2 separate regions of the Mus musculus genome follow, and region 2 is linked to region 1. The links are chromatin contacts, called in public promoter capture Hi-C maps. All regions are on one chromosome and are shown on one strand. The core of a region is the stretch at or near the end of the contact, and the rest is flanking DNA. Distances in the headings are between cores, read along the strand shown.

What was found. Promoter capture Hi-C pulls out the DNA fragments that hold promoters and counts their contacts.
Region 2: a promoter capture Hi-C map of embryonic stem cells shows a contact between it and region 1, with 2.2 times the contacts expected there. The contact joins two enhancer-like sites. A contact is called at or near these places in 1 of 39 promoter capture datasets (embryonic stem cells) and 1 of 9 other capture datasets (adipose tissue).

The regions. Positions count from the first base shown.
Region 1 is chr1:119,001,510-119,007,230 of GRCm38.p6, forward strand. It overlaps Gli2 (GLI-Kruppel family member GLI2), which reads right to left. Exons shown (of 14, transcript NM_001081125.1): 2 at 531-697. The coding sequence starts at 666. Among named protein-coding and RNA genes, the nearest start is that of Gm51642, 43 kb to the left of the region's middle. Within about 2 kb of position 3,587, at least 22 of the 459 cell types and tissues checked have an H3K27ac peak or open chromatin away from gene starts, as enhancers often do. A contact at or near this core is called in embryonic stem cells, where this site is marked.
Region 2 is chr1:119,415,350-119,421,070 of GRCm38.p6, forward strand. Inhbb (inhibin beta-B) reads right to left here. Exons shown (of 2, transcript NM_008381.4): 1 at 5,278-5,721; 2 at 114-2,748. The coding sequence ends at 1,973. Among named protein-coding and RNA genes, the nearest start is that of Inhbb, 4.0 kb to the right of the region's middle. Within about 2 kb of position 2,407, at least 3 of the 459 cell types and tissues checked have an H3K27ac peak or open chromatin away from gene starts, as enhancers often do. A contact at or near this core is called in embryonic stem cells, where this site is marked.

The DNA of each region.
Region 1 (5,721 bases), core at 2,337-4,836:
TCCAACTAGGATGCTGGCACGGACCGTGGAAACTGGAGAACATCTCTCTTAGGGACAGTGAAATGAGAGACTGTGGCTCGTGGAGTCCCTTCTGTTGTAATTAAGTTGGCCAGAAATCCACCTAAGATAGTAAATTCCATACCTGACCCTCTAATTACAGCCAGCAGGCATTGGCAGACGATTGCTTTCTGAAATAGTCCGCAGCGGGCAAGAGGCAAGAAGCTCTCAGGATTCATCTTCCTGGTGCCAGCTGAACACACCCCAGGGTGGCCAGGCAGCTGCCCAGTAAGACTCTCCTCCCCCACCCCCCACTCCCTGCTCAAGCCTCAGCCACCAGACTGGGAGAGCCAGCTCTCCAAAGAAAGCTGCAAGCCACCTTCTTGGGGACTGGGATTCCTAGGGCAGAGGCACTGCCCTCCATAAACCCAGCGTGCCTCCCAGATGACAGGGGCCAGCGCACTCATTAAATCCTAATGACCTCGTGAAAAACACCCCTGCCGCTCTCTGGGCGTGCAAAACAGAAAGTGTACCTCCGTGGGCGGCTACAGCTGCGGCCACCGCCAGAGGACAGGCCTTTTTCCCTGGGTCGGGGAAGCTGCTGTCCTCCAAGAGACCACTCTTGGCTTCTTTCTTCTCCAGTGCAGGGGCTGGGGCAGAAGTCTCCATCTCAGAGGCTCATACTCTTTGGTGGCGGACCCTGGAGGAAAGGACACAGACATTCAGCCACGACATTGCACCCCGAACCCATCTAGGAAATACCAACCCAGGTCCACACCACACGGGGCCTACAGCACCAAAGTTCACACTCAGTCTTCTGACCCCAGGAGGGAAGGCCTAGATAATTTTGACATAGTCATCCTGAGAAACGACGGGTCTGCTTGCTGAATGGCCATAAGGACAGGAACTGAACATTTTAGTTTGTTTATTGTTTAACCTGAATTTAAAAAACAAAACAAAACAGCAACAAGTTCTTAATGATGAAAACATACAGGAGCAGAGAACCACCTGACCCGGAGAAACAAAACCGAACAGAGAGCCCGAAGTCTAGGAAAAAAACAGAAATACAACAGACTTCTCCAAGAATGCTTTCCCAAACCACTTTGCCTCTGCGCTTCCTTCATTGGCTGACTCATGTGGATGTTCATTCATTCATTCATTCATTCAGTCAGTCAGTCAATATTCATATCACTAACTGTCATCGTTTTGTGGACCCCTTTGGGGGTGGAAGGACACTTTCACAGGTCACCTAAGACCATTTGAAAGCATATTTACATTACAATTCACAACAGTAGCAAAATTACAGTTGTGAAGTAGCAATGAAAACAATTTTATGGTTGAGGGTCACCACAAGCACGGCGGCTATCAGGGCTCACATAGCCCAGGCTAGCCTAAAGCTCATCCAAGGATGACCTTGAGCCCCTGAGCCCCTGAGCCCCTGAGTCTCCTATCTCCGACTCCTCAATGCTTGTATTGTAAGTATATAGCAGTAAGCCTGGTTTAAGCTATCTTTAAAATCTGTCGCTTTAGATCCAGCGGTATGGCTCAGCAGGTAAAGGTATCTTGCTGCACCAGGGTGACAGCTTGAGTTTATTCAAAGAAACCCCCTATAAAGGTGGGAGGAGAGAACTGACTTCAGGGAGTCAGACAGCACGTGCATGTCACTACATGCAAGCCACGTGCATATAATAATAATAATAATAATAATAATAATAATAATAATAATGATGATAGCATCTGCTACTATGGGGTTCTGTCATGAGAATAGTCACCAGCCACCTGCTAAAGCCTCCTTTTCTTACACTGTCCCTTAGCCTGGCATCACCCTATCAGCTGCTCTTATTAGGGCTGTGACTGTCATGGCTGCACCAGAAGCAAGTAGCCCAGCAGCCAGTGGTGCCTCTCCAAGAATACACTTCACCTTTGCCTGAAAAACCCCATTAAGATGCCACCTTCCCCAGGAAGTCCCCTGCTCTGGACAGTCCACGGTTGGAACCCTACATCTGCCAGATTATGAGTCTACCTGACACTCCACACCAGCATGTTCTCACAGCTATGCCCATTGTCTCCTAGGTGATTTTAAATCCCACTGGGTTTTTGATCAAGATTAACCAGTAGAATTATCTGGAATGGTGGCACCTGTCTTTAACCCCAACCCTCGGGAGGCAGAGGCAGGGCGGTCTCTGTGAATCTGAGGCCACAATCTACATAGTTAAGGTCCAGGGCGACTACACAGAGAGGCCCTGTCTCTAGATAGGTAGATAGATAGACAGACAGATAGATGACAGATAGACAGACAGACAGACAGACAGACAGACAGATAGATAGATGTAATTGGTATACTCCCTACACAGAGAGACCCTATCAATAAACAAACAAATGCAACTGGCCTGCTCCTCTCCCCAGGCTAGAGCTCCTCTAGTGTCCTGCTGGGTCCTTTTTAGCTCTTTACTTTGAATATGTTAAATTATGCTTATGCACAGGTGTCTGCATAGAATGAGTGTAGGTGTCCTCAGAGGCCAGAGGTGTAAGACCCCGTGGAGCTGGAGTTACAGGCTGCCCACATAGCCACAGTGGCTGGGAACTGAACTCCTTTGAAAGAACAGCAGAGCAGCAAACATTCTTAAACCACTGAATCATCTGGAGCTCCTCCTGCTGGGTCCTGGTCCACTTAAGCCTCTAGCAGAGGGAGAGGCTGGCTCCCTGTGCATCCCTTATCTTCCTGGCAGGAGGACCAGGCTCCTGTTGACAAGGGTCTGGAGGTCTAAAGAGTAGGGAGGAGGGGGTAGAAGAGAGCAGTGAGAAATGAACCTCTTTTGTTCCCTTACTCCCAGGCACTGACTTGGCAGTGGCAGCTCATCCCCCTCTGTCCTACCCTAACAAGTGGCAGCAACCTGGTAACCCCCAATTCACTGATGACCTCAGGATTCTGCTGGGAATGAGCTGCCGGAGGCCACTTCCCACAGAGGCAGCAGAGCAAGGTGAACAGTTTGGTAGTCTACTGACATGTTACTTAGAAGCCCTGGGGGGAACAGCCACCCAATGAAGAGCATCCTGAGGGCTTGAGCACAAAATTGTCAGGAGCCTCAGCACTCAGGCTGTGGCAGCAGATTCTGAGTAAAAAGGAACAGCTGCACACAGAAGCACCAGGGATTCAGGGGGCACCCCTCCCCACTGTGCAAGTCAGTGCCACCACGCTCCCCCTCCCCCCTTACCTCTGCCACAGGAGAGGAAGGCAGGAGACAGAGCCAAGAGTCTTCATAATTCACAGGAATTAGTGGGATTAGCTCAATTTCTGGGTAAACACCAAGCACCCTGGGTCCCAAGCAGATACATTCACTCCTGGGGACAGCCAGTCACCACTGTACCTGCGTCCTTGTGCGGACCCCATCCCCCACCACCTGGGGACAGCAGGGAGGGGTCTGTGCACGGCTTCATGGGTACTGGCTGGGTGAGTGAGTGTCTATGTGGGTTGATTCCCACAGGCAACACAAAAGCTTCTTCAAAGAAGGGTCTGAGAGCCCCAGGACACTCCAGGGGAGGAGAGTCAACACCCCACTTTCTTTTACAGCTCTGGAAATGCCCGCACATTCCACAGGAATCTGCTACACCAAGGGGAGCCTGGGCCTGCCCTGGGGAGGAGCCCCTTTCCATTAGAGATTTTCCCCAGGTCTCAGGCCCTCTGGGGCTTTTCCATGAGACCTCTCATCCAGACATATGGCTGGAGAACCCACAAAATGTGCAAAGAAAGCACTGTGCATGTGTTGGTGTGTATTCACAGGTATTGGGGGAGGGCAAAGCATGTGGAGGCCCTATGTCAACATTGATCCCTTCAGTCACTCTATGGTTTGATAAAGATGATGACTTTGAAGTAGGGTCTCTTGGTGAACCTGGGGCTCATAGATTTGGATAAACTGACTGTTGGTGTGTAAGCGCCAGGGATCCCCTGCCTGGTTTCAGGCAAACCAAATCCAAACCGAGACCCTCACATTTGTGTGGCAAGCAGTTTGCCAACTAAGCCATCTCCCCAGCTCTCCGCATTTTAAAGACACTTCATGAGTTCAGGACTTAGCAGAACATGTCTATAAACCTAGGCATGGAACCAAAGCTTGGAAGTTAAGAGGTCCAAGCATTCACAGTCAGCCTGGGGCATATGCAAAGATCCTGTTTCATACAGATCAGAACGAGAAAGCTCTTCAACAGTTGTGTCCTGCGAGCATGCACAGGACGGCGAGGGAAGTGTCTATCGCTCCCTGTTGTTTGTCTCCAAGTAATTTCTAAGCAACGCTTAAAACAAGACTTTATGGACTAAATATTTCACTAGAGCCGGGGGGGGGGGGGGGGGAGTGAATCTGTGGGGAAAGCCTTCGCCATGAAGCCCGAGGACCTGAGTTTGATACTCGGGACCCTCATCCTCCATGGCACTGAATACCAGCTCTGCGCATGGTGGCTTCCTACCTCCGACCCTGCACTTGGCCTGCAGTGAGAAAGCCCAAGTGTTACCCTATCATAAGCATGGTGCCTGTACAGCCGTTGCACTTGATGGAAAGTGGGGTCTTTTGTGAGCCACACTTTCTATTTCTATCATTTCAGCATGACGGTGAATGATAATCACAGCAGGTGTTACGGGGTCCACAGCACAGGCCAGGGTAAGGAGCCTTCCAGGAGTGGCGTGAATACACTGATACTCAGAATGAGGAACTCTGAACTCCTGGAGACCCACCACCACCTGGCTGCTTTGAACTCCTTTGTGAGTGAGTCACACACATAAGCACTTCCTGGGGTGAAATCAACCTCCAGGAGGGAGGCAGGAGCTGGCCTCCCAGCCAACATAGCCACCTACCACAGGCCCTGGCACACTCGCATCCTTTCTGATCTCAGCCAGGCAGCATGCCTGTCCCGTCTTACATACATGAGCACATGGGAATGCATGGGCACAGCAAATGGAACATACGCTGCACTCTTAGTGTACGAAGGTGTCTGTGTGTGCAAGTACACAGCCATACATACATACATGTTCATGCACTCATGGTCTCATTTAACACAAACAGTGCTACTGCATACACCTGTCACATATATGTTGTCAGAAGGAATTACACGCACATGCACTCATGCATCCACAACGCATGTGCAAAAACACATACAGATCAGATAGGCACATATTTCAAGCAAGAGCTAGTGAAAACCTACCCTGCCTTGATTGCAGACATTTTTTTCATGCATTTATTTAATGTATGTGCACACACATGCACATCTGTGGAAGTCCGAGGACAACTTATGGGGTCAGTTCTCTCTGACCATTATAGGCTCCAGGAATTGAACTCAGATCATCAGCCTTGGTGGCAAGTGCTTTTCTCTAATGAGCCATCTTATCAGCAGGACATCTCTGCATGTAGCTCAGGCTGGCCTGGAAGTCACTATGCAACCCAGGATGATCTTGAACTTCTAATCCTCCTTCCTTCACCTCCCAAGGGCAGCACCACGCCTCAGCACTGTGCGGTGCTGGGGATCCACCCTAGGGCTTTGTGCACGCATGCCCATCCCTACTTGATTTTATTATCCATGAACGTTGCTGGAGTAGAAGGGGGCTTAGCAATGCAGCATAGTGAGCAGGTTGGAAATAATCACACAGTGCCGAGGCTGAAAGTGTCAGAGCAAGCAGGGCTCTGGAGAAGACAGACATTTCAGAAGCATAAGCAGACCTGTGACTCCCTTGGGTGTCAC
Region 2 (5,721 bases), core at 1,157-3,656, 410 kb after region 1:
GCTCTGAGAGTGTAGGGAACAGGCCGTGGGGACTTCTGGCATCGGAACTGGACACCTGGACCAAACCCCTCCTCCCAGCTGCCCACTGCCCCAGACATCACACAAGGCAGGAAGCCCGTGGCACTCCATCTTTTATTGTCTTATACTGTACATGAACGTAAAATACTTAAGACAGCCAGTCTGTGGGGGAAAATTGTTTGGTTTTAAGTTATTATGAAACAGAACCTAAGGAGGGATTTATTAAATAAACTAAAGGTGAGGACTTACAGCACACACCTTCACTCCACCAGTCATTTATTTTACTCTACCTTCTGGGTGTGTACGGACAGAAAAGACACATCAACTGAATAAAAAAAAAATCATTTATACCCTGAAACACTGGCAGGCCACTCGAAGGATTGTTTAGAACATCTACCTCATAGAAGATGGCCTCACCATCTAATAAAAATTAAAACTGATCCGCTGGCCTCTTTGGTTCCAAAATTATGTATAATACATTTAACTGTATTCATTTTTCTGCAGCTATAAAAATAACTTTTTTTTTCAAATGGCAGTTTCTGACTAACCATGCAACTAGATCAGTGCAAACATTGAAAGCAATCATTCGCTTAGAAAAGAAGCAAAAGATTTCATTTCAAGTATAAAAATATAAAAGAGTCGTACGAGTCCAGTTTCGCCTAGTGTGGGTCAACCCTTTAAATTGCATAGTTCACGTGGCACTTGGACATCCACGAGGACAGCCACGTCAAGCTCTCGCCCCAGGGCCACTTCTGGACACACGTAGACCTGCAAGTGCTATTGTGGTGTGCATTCACTCAGGACCGCAAGTGCATTGTGGAGCAGGCGGGAGGGCAAGTGAACTGGGCAGGGGACATGTCCACGGACAACCCTGAAGCCAGGGCTCACCCTCGGGAACAACTTCTGCAAAGCAACCAAAAGCTCTCCCTCTCTCTCCAAGCCCAGCTGAGCAGCTCCTCAGAACAGCCTCACTCTGCCACTGCCTCCCCTGTCTCTCCCCCTTGCCAGTGGCCCTCCCCTCTAAGCATAACACCAGGAGGAAGTCCCCAGCAAAGGGCACCGATTGCAACATTTTTCTTTCCTTCTCACTTCGAATCGTTTGGCCTTTCCGCTTCAAAGGCCATAGCTGATAGGCTCTTTTCAATTCTGCAACTGGCACCAGTGACCTGTCAGTTGTTGGAGATGAATTTAAAGCATAAAATTAAGACCCTTCTTCTCTCCCTCCCCCAACACCCCCGAAAACAAACACACATACACACATATATAAGTCACATGGGGGACGCAAGTGACAGACCATCAAAGGGTCACTGTCCCTGCTCCATGGTCTCTGTGACAGGTGAGTCGCTCCTGGGCTACTTGCCCTCTCCAAGAACAGGGGTGGCACAGCTCTGCTGGCCTCAAAGCATGGAGGATGCCAGGCGGGCAGTGAGCAGGCAGGACTGTGCCAGGCGCTTCGGTGAAGAACCTGGGACAAGTCAGGGACACATGGCCCTCCACCCGCCTGTGCTCCCACCCTGCTTTTCCTCTTGGTGGCTCTCTGGCTCACTCTCTCTGTGTCCTCTGTCTTTGTGTGCTTTTATGTGTGCTCAGAAGGCGCAATTCAGAGTGCCCGGCCAGCTGGTGGGAATGGTGGCTGCTCACCCCATTCTTTCAGACTGACAGGCATTGGTGCCATTTGTCACCGCATCCGTTTGCTGGTATCCCAGAGGCTGCTGTGTGGGTGGCAGACTGCGTGAGTCTGGCTATGCGTGTCTATGTGTGCAGTTAGGAGTCTCTCGTGCCACAGAGGGATTCTCCCTCTGGTCCTGACTGGTTTTCTACAAAGCGGGAGAACATTATTTCAGGCCTCACCCTGGCACTCTTCACGGCCCAATGGAACAACCACACTCAGCCCACCTGCCTCTCCTGCTCCCTCAAAGACCCATGGGCCTGTGCTCCGCCCCCGTTGCCTCTGTCAGGCGCAGCCACACTCCTCCACGATCATGTTGGGCACATCCCGCTTGACAATGTTGTACTCGTCATCAAAGTAGAGCATGGACATGGAGCTCAGCTTGGTAGGGATGCAGCAAGAGTTCACGGGCCCAGGGTTCAGGCCACGCATGCGGTACTGGTTCACCACGGCTGTGTGGAAGGAGGAAGCTGAGCCAGGGACCCCGGCCAGATAGGCCGGGCAGCTGCCCTCACAGTAGTTCCCGTAGTAGCCAGTGGGCGCAATGATCCAGTCGTTCCAGCCGATGAGCCGAAAGTCGATGAAGAACTGTTGCCTGCAACAGAGGCTGGTCCGCCCATCACACTCTAGGCCCCGTTTGCGGATGCGATGTCTGCTATCGCCCAGGCGGGCCTGCACCACTACAAAGGGCCTGTGTGACTCCTCACCGGGGTCCACGAACACAGGCACCACGGCCAGCTCCTGGCAGCTGTCACACTGCACATCCAGGTTAAGGCGTCTCTCCCCTCGCTCAAACAAGGCCTGGATGGCCTCTGTGATGGGAAAGGTATGCCAGCCGCTACGTTTCAGGTCCACCTTCTTCTCCACCACATTCCACCTGTCTCCGTGACCCTGTTCTTGGAAGTACACCTTGACCCGTACCTTCCTCCTGCTGCCCTTCTCCAGGACATAGGGGAGCAGTTTCAGGTACAGCCACAGGCTGGCCTGCACCACGAATAGGTTCTGGTTGCCTTCATTAGAGACGAAGAAGTACAGGCGGACCCGGGAGGAGGCGAGGCCATCTGTGGAGACGGGGAAGAACAGGCCAAGTTAATTCCTGGAGAACACAAGGCAATAGGGAATGGACTCTGCTGTGTGAGGTTGGAATGAACATTCGCCACAGCTGGAAATTGTTACTGACCAGAAATACCATTCCTGGGGCCCAGGTTTCTGCCATGACCTGCCAGAGGCAGAAGAAGCACTTCCCATTGAGAAAACAGGTCTAGGGTGGAGCCAGAAGGTCCAGACCTATAAAAATCCTGCCTCACCTCTCCCAGGCCAGGGCTCCCTGGAGATCGGATTGTCTGGCCTCAAAGTTCAACTTGTCAGGAGGCCAAAATCTTAACACGTTGTTATGGGTCTCTGAAAACAAAACTAAGATTGCAGGGAGGATTTGGGGGTAGGTTATTTAAATGGGGCTTTTTCTTCTTCGTTGTCTTCTTTCTGGTTAACTTGGAGCATTGCGAAACCAAGCTGAGCCACCTACAGCCTCTTTCCAATGTTTACCTAAGCATGATCTGACCCAAGTCTCGGTGGGACCTCCACTGCAAACAGGCAAGCTCTGTATCCGAGTTTCTGAGTTTCTGACATACAAGTGTTGCATCCTGCATGCTGCAAAGGGCAGCAGCCCCTGTTTCTAAGGAGTTCCAAGGGACAGGATAGGCAGCCTTGAAAACTCAAGGTCCGATCCTTTGACCAGACCCTGACTCCCAGAAGGCAGCAGCTGGAGATCTCAAAGGTGTTGGTGGGGTTGTTAAGTCATATCAATAATTCAGTACAGCCAGAAGAATAGTTCTGCCAGATGAGAAATTATGTCCCTTTCTCACAGTACATTCCATCAGCCCTTCCCTCTGACGGTCTCTACCTATTCAGCAGGCATGGCTGGTGCTATCACACCTCCCACCAAGCCCCCCCCGCCCCGCCCTAGCCCCTTCCTCAGCTCTCACTGGCTCCTCTAATAACACTGACGTCTGACTTTGAAAAGGGGGAAACTGCAGCCTTAAAAGCTGCTCTTGGCCAAGCTGCCTGTGACCTGAATCTGTTATTTATAAGTTAAAGAGCTGGCTCCGTGAATCGGACCAGAAATATAACAGCCCCCGCTGTCATTTTGTGCCACCGGGACCAAAAGGCCTCTTGACCTTCCCGAGTCACGTTTCCCTTCTGGGCCCCAATGCACCTTTTAATCCAAGCCCTCTAATTGCATGTCGAGCTTTCCCTGACTCTGGCGGACAGCTAAAATGGCAATGTATTTCTTTCTAAGCACAAACCGGCCTTGATTGTCTCTGCCTTTCTCCACACCCGGCCATGCAAAACTTTTCATCCCTTTTTATCCCCAGCAGCAGCACAGGCAGGGTCTGCCCGATGCCTGGGAGAGTAGAGGGGCATTCGCAGCCAGGAGCATAGCTGATCCCCCCTCCTCTTCCCAGGCTCCCTGCTTGTCCCCCACCCTGACTACATCGGGCTTCCCCCTCTGCGACCTTCTCTGCAGTCCCCTCTGCACAAATGGGGCTGAGCTCCCAGCACAAAAGCCAGCCTGGCTCATTCAAGTCCTGAAAAGGACAGCGATGTCTAAACACTTACACCGTTTCTGCCCGGGAAATTTTCCTCCTTTTTAAACTTCCCAAAGATTTTTTTCTTTTCTTTTTCTCTGAATTTTATATTTAGATAGTGGACAGAGCTTTGCAACACGGGGCCTGGGAGGACATTGCAGAAAGGAATCCCACTCTTTGTTAACTACAAACTCTGCCCCTCTTCCCTGGACCAGAGAGGGCTGCGGCTGCTGCCAGGCAAGCCTAAAGGCATGAGGCTGTTCCTGAGCCGCTTCTTTGCGTAAATGATGGACCTGTTGAGAAGCTGCCTTCCGCCGACTCTGGTGCCCACACAATCGGAAGGGAGGTTGCCTAGCTCTCCCCACCGATGCTTCAGCAATCCTGGCAAGCCCATGCCGCCGGGCGACGCAAGCGGCCCCGGGAGCCTCTCTCTCTCTCTCTCTCTCTCTCTCTCTCTCTCTCTCTCTCTCTCTCTCTCTCCCTCTCTCTCTCCCTCTCCCTCTCTCTCTCTCCCTCTTTCTCTCCCTCTCTTTCTCCCTCTCTCTCTCCCTTTCCCTCTCCTCTCCTGCCCACGTATATCAACAAGCACACACATCTCCATCTCTACACTGCTAAGCCTACACTCGGATCGTGGGAAACAAAAACATTAAGCAATCACTAAGCAAGTGCCCGCAGAGCCAGGGCTGCGCGCATCTGCCGGGAGGGGGACGCGCGCCCAGAGGCGCTGGGGCCCAATTCCCGTGAGCCAGGATGAAGGGCAGGGTGCTTCCCAGTTGCTGCAGGGAAAGGGAAGCCGCAAAGGATCTGTAGTCTGGGCGCGCAGTATAGAAAAGGACTGCCACCCTGGGAAGCGCGCAAGGCCACCGCAGAACGTCTCTGCCCGGAGCCTAAATGCCCTCGGGGCGTGCGGGCTGCAGAGGCGGTGAAGGCAGCAGGGCTTCCTAGGAGAAGGAAAAAGGGAGGGATCGCGGCCGCCTCTGGCTTCCCTGTGGCCGAACCCACCTGTCTCTGCAAAGCTGATGATCTCGGAGACGCGCTCCTGGCCGTCGGCGCCCGGGCTGGCGTGGCCGTCGAGGTGCGGGATCTCCACGCGGCCGTCCTCGCGCACCTTGCCGGCGTGCAGCTTGCGCAGGGCCGTGACCATGGCGGCCTTGGGGACAGCGTGCGTGATGTTGGGCCGGCCCCGCAACTGCAGGCGGCTCAAGATGTGTCTCTTCACCGCCTCCAGGAAGTCACCGTCCACCCGGCCCAGCTCCTCCGGCCGCCGGAAGCCGCCGCCGCCGCCACCGCACGACGTACAGGTGTCCTGCGAGCCACCCGGAGCTCCGGGTGGCGGGGGCGGGGGCGGCGCAGCGGGCGACGGCGGGGGTGTGGGAGAGCCCCAGGCCTCGGGTCCCAACCAGCCGGCCACCAGGAGCAGAAGGCAGGCGGCCCCCAACGCCCGAC